Linked DNA regions of Gasterosteus aculeatus: region 1 is linked to region 2. A link is a contact called in public Hi-C data. All regions are on one chromosome and are shown on one strand. Each heading gives the region's core, a stretch centred on a gene start, on an enhancer-like site or on the middle of the called end of the contact. The rest is flanking DNA. Distances are from core to core; before and after follow the strand shown.

Region 1 (4,990 bases), core at 1,401-3,900, 57 kb after region 2:
ATTGCAGCCGATCAGCCTCTCTGCAGAGCGGAGGACACGCTGCAGCCTGCCCTTGTCCTTGGCTGTGGCTGCAGCGTACCAGACGGTGATGGAGGAGCAGAGGATGGACTCCATGATGGCCGTGTAGAAGTGGACCATCATCGTCTTTGGCAGGTTGAATTTCTTCAGCTGCCTCAGGAAGAACAACCTCTGCTGAGCCTTCTTGGTGATGGAGCTGATGTTCAGCTCCCACTTGAGGTCCTGGGTGATGATGGAGCCCAGGAAACGGAAGGAATCCACAATAGTGACGGGGGAGTCTCACAGGGTGATGGGGGAGGGTGGGGCTCTGTTCCTCCTGAAATCCACAACCATCTCCACTGTCTTTAGAGCGTTGAGCTCCAGGTTGTTCTGACTGCACCAGGACACCAGATGGTCAGACTCCACCTGTAGGCGGACTCGTCCCCACCAGAGATCAGTCCAATGAGGGTGGTGTCATCCGCAAACTTCAGGAGCTTGACGGACTGGTGGCTGGAGGTGCAGCTGTTGGTGTACAGGGAGAAGAGCAGAGGGGAAAGAACGCAGCCTTGGGGGGAACCGGTGCTGATGGTCCGAGAGGCTGAGACATGTTTCCCCAGCTTCACGTGCTGCTTCCTGTCAGACAGGAAGTCTGTGATCCACTTGCAGGTGGAGTCGGGCACGTGCAGCTGGGAGAGTTTGTCCTGCAGCAGAGACGGAATGATGGTGTTGAAAGCAGAGCTGAAGTCCACAAACAGGATCCTGGCGTAGGTTCCTGGGGAGTCCAGATGCTGGAGGATGTAGTGGAGGGCCATGTTGACAGCGTCGTCCACAGACCTGTTGGCTCTGTAGGCGAACTGCAGGGGGTCCAGGAGGGTCGGTGAGGGACTTCAGGTGGGACAGGACTAGCCGTTCAAAAGACTTCATGACTACCGAGGTCAGGGTGACGGGCCTGTAGTCATTGAGTCCTGTGGTCCTGGGTTTCTTGGGGACAAGAAGAGGACTGGGATCCTCCTCTGACCCTCTCCCTAAGGGTTCTTCCCTCCTGGAAGGGTTCTCATTGTTTGGGGGGATGTTCCTGTGCTGATGGTGGGTTTCGGGACAGAGGATGTCGTATGTGTACAGACTGTAAAACTCTTTGAGGCTAATTTCTAAATTGCAGTTTTGGGCTATACAAAATAAAATGAATTGAATTGAATGGTAGTTATATCATATACCGAATACTGTTTTATACATATTTATGGTTATATATATAATTAATATACTGAATTGTATCAATCAGATGTCCTTTATTATGTCAAACTGTTGGAATAAATGTTGAATAATACCTTTTTTGCATTGAATCATACTGGGATGTTTACTGAAACTGAAAACCTCACCAGCCACCACTAATAATATGTGTTTATACACTGCGGTCAACTCAGCACTTGGATTTTATTGCACGTATAAGCTGACATTTACGGTATTAAACAAGTAACTGCTATTTAATGAAATATTCTGGACTATTAACTGATGTGTGTGTGTATATTGTGTATATATATATCAATCAATCAACTTTATTCCAGACACAGAGGTCCATAGAGAATACATACAGATTAAAAAAACAATACAAACAACATTTAAGAATGATGCAGACGAGGCATCATTTATAAAAACTTATACAGTCTTCGGGTCCAATGTCTCCAGACGCACGATGTATACCTTGTGTCCCTCTTGGAGACATCCACTAAGGACACAACGATCATATTCTTGGACTCTGTCAATCTGCACATGAATCTATACATACAATTTCTTAAAACAGCTTTAAAAGTGGGCACTTTATTGGACACAAACATTTCACTGGCACTATTCCACCGAGGGACTTTAAGCACAATTCTCAGTGCATCATTATGAGCCACTTGAAGTTTTTTCATCTTCGACTTACTAAAATAACACCACAGGTGGGCAGTATACAGTGGGGTGCAATAAGTTCTGAAAAGTGCGATTTTAACATCAGAAGTGCACATTGAAATTTGCGTACCAGCATGTTCGCCCGCCCATACAGTTTTCCACACTGACGCTGCACATCATCATCATCATCATCATCATCATCATCATCACACAGGTCATCTCTGATCACATGTCCTAGATATTTAACTTTCTTTACAACTTCTAGTGACTGCCAATGAGAAAGAAGGATAGTTCTGGCAATCACTGCCACACTATTCATAGAGTTACATTTTATATCAAACATCAGTCCATATTGAGAGCATATTCTTAGAAGTTGCTGTAGGCCAGCACTGGAGGGAGACAGTACCACCAAATCATCAGCATAAAGCATATGATTAAGTAGAGCCAATGTCTCTCAAGTGCACATCAGTCAGTAACTTGTGATATTGCAGATTATCTTCTGAGAGTTTAGTCCAGTCCTGCATCTCACCTTGTTTATGGCTACAAACAAGCTCAGGTAGACCCTTAATGTTTATGACCATAGAGACAGGGATAAGGTCTGCTATGGCCAGACCATATCTCAACCTCCTTTATACAACCAGGTGCATCAGCTGTACATAAACTATATATATATATATATATATATACATATATATATAATTTATAATTTTTATTTTTTAATTTTTATATATATATCTATCTCTATATATATTGTGTATAGCATAGTGTGTGTGCACTTTCCGTGTTTGCGCACGGCCTCGCGCACATTCCCGGTGGTCTCTATATTTAACACGTGTGAGCGCTTCCATCCTGGCTCTGCGTTTGACTTCCGGGTGGTATATTTAGGTGTTGTTTGCCCCCCGTCCGGAGCCGCTGGGCTCAGTTCGGCGAGCAGCACCCACCATGGCAGCGGCCCCGAGCGGCGGGGACCCACCCTGCGGGCCGTGAACCCCCCCTCTCCTTCCGGAGGGGAGAACGAGGAGCGCGCGGCTCTCCGGTGGCCGTCGGGCCTCCAGATGTCGCTCCCGGTGCTGCTGCCGGGGTCTTGCTGTCCGGTCGCCGGGGCTCCGCAGCTCGCCGAGCAGCCCTACCGAACCCGACCGCGCGGGCCGTCCGCCTCGTCGCGGGTCCCGGGCGGCGGCTCGCGGCTGCTGCTGCCCGGGCGGCCGCTGCTCTCCCTGGGCTTGCTGCAGCTGCTGCTCGGCGGCTCCATGGTGGCGCTGTGCTTCGGAGCGCGGTCCCTCAGCAGCGCGGCCCCCGTGCGGACCTCCTGCCCCTTCTGGGCGGGCTCCTCGGTGAGTCGCTCCAGGGTGGAATGGCGCCTGTGGTCGCAGTCGTCCTCCGCCTCGCGGTGACAAATATCTATTTATTCCGTCTATCGACAAGGAAACCCAGCGAACATCCATTTGATCAACTTTAAAAGCAGTTGAACCGGTCGGTTTACCTGCTTCCTGGTGCCGTGCGCGCGGTGCGTCTCCTCCGGAGGACACGCTGCCTTCAGATGGACATCCAGACGGAGTCTTCAGTCTACTTGGACCTACTGTGATAGGACGCAAATGCCACTTTAACCGCTGTCAGATGCATTTACAATCACACTTCTTAATGTCTCGATTGGTTCTATTTAACTATTTAAAAGAATATGTCTGTGTTGAAACTGTTGTTCCATCCTGACAGCAGTGTTGGTGCAGAATACTGATACACAATTTATCTAAGGGGCCAAACTGGATTATATGGCATTGTATCCTAATCATACATTTATGGATAATTCGTTTAGGTGGTGTTGGTGGTGGTGTTGTTGGTGGTGGTGGTGGTGGTGTTGGTGGTGGTGGTGGTGTTTTTGTTGTTGGCCCCCCACCGTCTCCTTCCACTCACACGTCATCTGACTGTAGCAGCCCCCCCCCCCCTCCCTTTGCTCGTGTTACGTATCTCCATCCATCCAAAGCTATTTAGGGACAAAGCCCTCTGCAGCTACATTCCTGTGCTACACACCACATTGTGCGTGTTGTGTTACCGTCGGGGGGGAGCTGCACTGTAATAGTGCTAGTGAACGTAATGGTGGAGGACTCAACACCATACATTGATTACATAACAAACAAGGACGGATAATGAGTGAATGAAATGAGGAAAGACCCACAACGTGTTTAAGAGGCAATTATTACAATAATGAATTGAACGCATTATTCGTCTTGTACACATGACATCGTTGCGGTCTGTCCATCAGGAGACGGATCCTCCTCTGACGTCCTCACTGAGGTTTCCTCCCCATGAAGGCTTTTATGTTTGGGGGGTGTTTCCTGTGTCGATGGGAGCGTTTGGGGACAGAGGACGTCGTATGTGTACACACTGTAAAGCCCTCGGAGGCACATTTGTAATTTGCCATTTTGGGCTCTACAAAATAAAATGAATTGAATTGAATTTGCGCCAGACGCACCTAACCAACACATGCAGATGCAGATTTGATCTGTTTGCTTGATATGGAGATGCAGCCCCTCTCGCCCAGAGGCTTATCCAATGCCCAACTCATCACGTGCCTGGACTCTTCGTTAATTATGTGTATTTGTTTGTTTGGTCCTGTGTTGTGTTCTTGGAATAATGACTTCTCTGGGTTTGTTTCCAGGTCATACTGTCAGGCATCGTAGGTCTCACCACATGGAGGAGGCCTATGCTGTTACTGGTGAGCATTGGACCTGGTTTTACTTCTGATTGCATGATGTTGTGTTGCTTTTAAATATGAAACACTTCACCACGGCTCGTCCGTTCCTATGCAGCACAGTAGTCTGGAGGTTCCCAGGGCTCCGTCCCTCTGCTGGAGGTTGAGAGGACATGAAATAACGAGCTGAGCTGATGTGATACGCCGCTCTCTGGCCCACGTCATCGGTCCCATCAGATATAGATTATATGGAAGTGTGAGGGAATAGCTTTTCGTTCTTAATACTTCGCTTAATAAATGAGAATGCAGCATGTACCAACTTTAGGCACACGTCTTCCCACAGGAAAGCAAACCTGTTAATGGAAATGTCAAAGTGTAAAGCTGCAGCTCCTCAGTAAACTCATCGATGTAGCACCG
Region 2 (5,552 bases), core at 2,018-4,517:
CCGACTATATTCTTGTCTTCCCGTTTAAGCTTGAGTGGCAAATAAGTTGCACGCTTCATGTACATCACGTTTTAGTTTAATTTTAGTATTGTTTTCTTTTTTGATACTGTACCTTTACATCTCAACCAAGTATATGTACTATACTGTACTGTATACTGTATAAGGGGTCGTCGTGGCGCAGGGGTTAGAGCGTGTGTCTGGGAATAGCAAGGTTGGTGGTTTGAGTCCTGGCTGCCCCATGTCTCAAGTCGAAGTGTCCCTGAGCAAGACACCTAACCCCACCAGGGCAAAGATGTAAAAGCCCTGGGTTTAAAGTGTAATGTAAGTCGCTTTGGATAAAAGCGTCAGCTAAATGACATGTAATGTAATATATATTCTTTTAGCCCTAGTGTAAAGATTTCTTTTTTAATTTCTGTGCCCACATTTTTTGAGAAGCATTTTGATAATTGTAAAAAGGGAAATGGGAACATGCTCATGATTATTGCTTTGTGCTTGGGAGGGAGGTTATTCTGTCTCATGTTCTTTAAGGTTGAAATACCCTTGTTCATATAGACGAGACTGCTCATCCAGCTGCAATATTCATAGTTCAATTTGTCAGTTGTTTTATCTAACTATTAATAGGTGTGTATTCTTGTGTCCTGGGTAACCTACTAAAAATATGTTTCCTTGTGCGTTGGAAAAGATGGAGAAAATAACACACTGTCATTTGAACACTATGATTTTTAACATTTCACACAAGCCTTTATCTTTCTCAACATGAATGAAAGGCTTTCATGTACCTTTGAGAATACTAAAAAGGGGCAAAACAACAACAATGAATGTGCAGTATATAAATGTAACTCCAATGTAAACTCATCCGTGTCATTGGTCAATGCAGCCGTTTGAGAAAGATGGATGCTCAAAGAAACAGGTCTTTCACCCAGGACTCACTCACTTCATTGTCAGTTTATTTTAAAAATAAACTATGCCTGTAACGAGCATTGACTCTTTAGCCATGACTCTTCATCCTCGACTCTTTATCCATGACCCTTCATCCCTGACTCTTCATCCCTGACCCTTCATCCCTGACCCTTCATCCCTGACACTTCATCCCGACCCTTCATCCCTGACTCTTCATTCCTGACTTTTCATCCCTGACACTTCATCCCCGACCATTCATCCCCGACCCTTCATCCCCGACCCTTCATCCCTGACCCTTCATCCCCGACCCTTCATCCCTGACCCTTCATCCCTGACACTTCATCCCTGACTCTCCATTCCTGACTTTTCATCCCTGACACTTCATCCCGACCCTTCATCCCTGACCCTTCATCCCTGACCCTTCATCCCCGACCCTTCATCCCTGACCCTTCATCCCTGACTCTTCACCCCTAACTCTTCACCCCTGACTCTTCATCCCTGACCCTTCATCCCTGACTTCTCATCCCTGACTCTTCACCCCTAACTCTTCATCCTTGACTCTTTATCCCTGACTCTTCACCCCTGACTCTTCATCCCTGACTCTTTATCCCTGACTCTTCATCCTTGACTCTTTATGCCTGACTCTTCATCCCTGACTCTTCATCCCTGACCCTTCATCCTTGACCCTTCATCCCTGACTCTTCATTCCTGACTTTTCATCCCTGACACTTCATCCCTGACCCTTCATCCCTGACCCTTCATCCCTGACACTTCACCCCTAACTTCTCACCCCTGACTCTTCATCCCTGACCCTTCATCCATGACCCTTCATCCCTGACTCTTCATTCCTGACTTTTCATCCCTGACACTTCATCCCCGACCATTCATCCCTGACCCTTCATCCCTGACCCTTCATCCCTGACCCTTCATCCCTGACCCTTCATCCCTGACTCTTCATTCCTGACTTTTCATCCTGACCCTTCATCCCTGACCCTTCGTCCCTGACTCTTCATCCCCGACCCTTCATCCCTGACCCTTCATCCCTAACTCTTCATTCCTGACTTTTCATCCCTGACACTTCATCCCTGAACCTTCATCCCTGACCCTTCATCCCCGACCATTTATCCCCGACCCTTCATCCCTGACACTTCATCCCTGACTCTTCATCCCTGACCCTTCATCACTGACCCTTCAACCCTGACCCTTCATCCCCGACCATTCATCCCCGACCCTTCATCCCTGACCCTTCATCCCTGACTCTTCATCCCTGACTCTTCACCCCTGACTCTTCATCCCTGACCCTTCATCCCTGACTTCTCATCCCTGACTCTTCACCCCTAACACTTCATCCTTGACTCTTTATCCCTGACTCTTCACCCCTGACTCTTCATCCCTGACTCTTTATCCCTGACTCTTCATCCTTGACTCTTTATGCCTGACTCTTCATCCCTGACCCTTTGTCCCAGACTCTTCATCCCTGACCCTTTATCCCAGACTCTTCACCCCTGACTCTTCATCTCTGACCCTTCATCCCTGACTCTTCATCCCTGACTCTTTATCCCTTACACTTTATCCCTAACTCTTTATTCTTGACTCTTTATTCTTGACTCTTTATCCCAGACTCTTCATCCCTGACTGGTAAAACTTTGATCTGATTTTTTCCTCAAAGTCTGTTTATAAAGAATCAGAAGTGAATCCAACTATATGACAGGCCTTTTTAAAACATGTATACTGTGGTGTCACATTACAAATTCAGAGCATTATCATAGCCACAGAAAACTAGTCAGACTAAGCAAAAGTCTACCTGAGCCTACATTGTCACACACTCTGTGCTGCCAGTGAATGTGAGTCCCTGTGTGCTGCTCTCATACGGGGTCACAGCTGCTGGTTTGCTGCTCGCCAAAGGGAAAGCAGTGTGGAACCAGTCCTTTAATCACATGGGTAGAGCTAGTGGCGCTGGCAACCACATGGTTGGTGGTTTGAGTCCTGGCTGCCCCATGTTGAAGTGTCCCTGAGCAAGACACCTCACCCCTAATTGCTCCCTGGGCATAAATGTAAAAAGCCATGGGTTAAAAATGTAATGTAAGTCGCTTTGGATAAAAAACATCAGCTAAATGTCATGTAATCTGCATCTGCAACTTCTATTTCAGTACAAGCTTGCTGTGTGTTGTTGAATGAGCATCTTTTTTACAAATGAATTGATCATTGCTAAAGCTGCTGCATGCGTGTTCATGTTGTGTCTCTGTGTGCGTGAGTGCGCAGCGTTAAAACGTGCTGACCCTGGTGTTTCCTTGTAGGGAGTGGTGCAGCTCAGAGGTGAGTGTGCTGAGGCACTCGGATGGCTTAAACACACACTGCCTGCACCCCCAGCAGCCTCCCACCCCATGCATGTGCCTGACTCCCTGCCGTCACCAGGTATTCCACCAACACGCTTCTGCACACCAGCAGGAAACTCCACAGCCGCCGATGTCACACAACTCACACTTAACATGTACAGTCATGAAAGGTTTATGTTCTGTTCTCTGCCCGTGGCTGTGATGAGCTCCTTTTCTTAACAGCTTCTGGATCACATTGTTTCTCCCTGTTCCATTTCTCCTGCTTCGGTTTCCAGCTTCCTGTTGTGCGTTTTGAAGTGGGGATGTGTGAACTTCTTTCCTACATCACATGGAGCTGACAGGAGTACGAGCACGGGGGGACAGCAAAGTGCGCCTGTGGACGTATTGTAGACACCTGAAAGAAACAACAGTTCTATATTTAGAATATTTTCATTTAAAACGCAGAATGCAGCTTGGTTTTCTCCAGGCAGCTCTACAACTAACTGCTGAGTTCTGAAAGTGAAGTTACTGTTGTTTCTGCCGGCTTGTTGCGACCATGAATAACTGCTTCAGTCCCCATTAAACATGGACTGTTTGGCTTAATCACAGCCAGGTAAACCGGTGCAAACACCCTAAATGTAGCATTTACCTTTACATTGGTTGTTAGGTGTTGCATTGCTTTGCTCCCATGCTGGAGCAGCGCTGTGTGCATCCACTGCAGGTAATACGTGGCCATGCAGGGCCCTGGAGAACTGCATGAAAAGACCAAAACTGTCTCTTTTAACGGAAATGAGCCCTCTGCTCACTTTCCCTCAGATCCTTTTAACTCTCTTTCATTTGTGAATTGTGACTTCATCCGAGGATTTTTTACATTTCCATCAACCTCCACACAATGTGAAGACGGAGAAAGCTAAAGATAGAGGCCTTCTCTTTCACCTCCTGCCGTCGGTGCGTCTCTTTGATTAATTGTGGCCTGTTTGACTTCAAGAGAAGAGAAAATAGCTGCTGTCTCCCAGCAGGCTGCTCTCTGCTGTGGACCCGTATAAGACTCCTATTTAAAGACCTGTGTTCATTGCGACAAGTCAAATTATTCTTCAGGACTGTGGAAACGTACGGAGCCCTGTAGATCTTCCTGGTTGGTGGACCGTGGTTTAGAATCCTCATGTTCAGCATTCAGCACGTTGCCAACGACGTGACAGAAGAAGGTGGATCAAAGTCCAAATGAACGCCGACCAACCAAAACCAACTTTCATGAACTGAACGAACAAAAGGGTTAAAGCTGTAAAACAAAATCACGCACTACATCGTGGTAGTGAGCTGTCAATCACAGGGGGCCGACCCTGCTTTGGGTCTATTTGCCTGTAAATGGATCTTCAATGAACAACATGATGTATTGCAGAAGACATGAAACTAGAGCCCATGACCACATGTTTACATCGCGTACTGGGGAGTAAATCAGCATCTCATAGACATCTTCTTTTTGTACCCACAGGAGTTCTGGATGTTCAGCTTCTGGTCCCTGTGAACACAACACATGTAGCTCCATCCAAACGGAGCTCTTGACTGCATTGCAGTCCGGGGGGGGGGGGGGGGTGGGGGGGCTCTGTAACCTTCCAACATGCCAATAGACAGTGGATGCAGCATCAGTGTGCCGGGTCAGACTCGTTCACCGGCTTCCCCCTGCTCGTCCTCCCTCATTCTCCTCCTGTGCCCCAACAACAGCAAACAGCAGACACGTAGTTTTGCGCTGCAGCTCCTCGCTCGCTGCTTGTGTCCTGAGTAGTCGATGCAGAACACTTCTGAGGAGCTTCCACAGCGATGCTGTGCAGAGCGAGCAGAGAGCGGCACACATGGGCTCCTTTTCCATCACAGAGAACTGACAGTCAGTAGCTGAATTTGACAAGCGGTGTATCAGAAAGGAGTCACCAGCTCTTTAAACGCGTCTCTGACCAAGAAGGTCTTGTTGATTTCTGGAGACCAAAAACCGAGCTAACAGGAGGGTGAATATTGGACTTCAGTTCAGCAGGTGGACACAAACGCGCCTCCAAACAGAACGCCGCTCTGTGTCTTCTGAGTATGGAAACAGTGTGAGGTGATTATTTATTGGCTCTTTGTCTTCTCCACCTGTTACAACGCACCCGATGGGTGCACCACCTTTCAGACACAACTCACTGCCTTCACAGCACGACCCATCGGCTGTGGGTCGACCCGGTGCAGCGGAGCGAACATCCGGAACCCGCGAGCTGCTTGTTTGCAGTCCGCTGACAAGTCGTTTGTTACCTGAATGCTGAACCTTCTCCAGTTGTTGCCGTGCCGATGCTCTCCTCCTCGTTTCAC

The links. Hi-C and Micro-C count contacts between places; a contact is called where the count stands out from the background.
Region 1: a contact with region 2 is called in a Hi-C map of skeletal muscle, with 2.3 times the contacts expected there. The contact joins the promoter of fam189a2 here to the enhancer-like site in region 2. A contact is called at or near these places in 3 of 6 Hi-C or Micro-C datasets (skeletal muscle and tail fin).

The regions. Positions count from the first base shown.
Region 1 is chr13:785,029-790,018 of fGasAcu3.hap1.1, forward strand. It overlaps fam189a2 (family with sequence similarity 189 member A2), which reads left to right and starts at 2,651. Exons shown (of 11, transcript XM_040169998.2): 1 at 2,651-3,218; 2 at 4,541-4,597. The coding sequence starts at 2,940.
Region 2 is chr13:727,149-732,700 of fGasAcu3.hap1.1, forward strand. It overlaps tjp2b (tight junction protein 2b (zona occludens 2)), which reads left to right. Exons shown (of 24, transcript XM_078087096.1): 2 at 3,198-3,315. Among protein-coding and RNA genes, the nearest start is that of LOC144386341, 8.3 kb to the right of the region's middle. Within about 2 kb of position 3,268, at least 1 of the 9 cell types and tissues checked has open chromatin away from gene starts, as enhancers often do.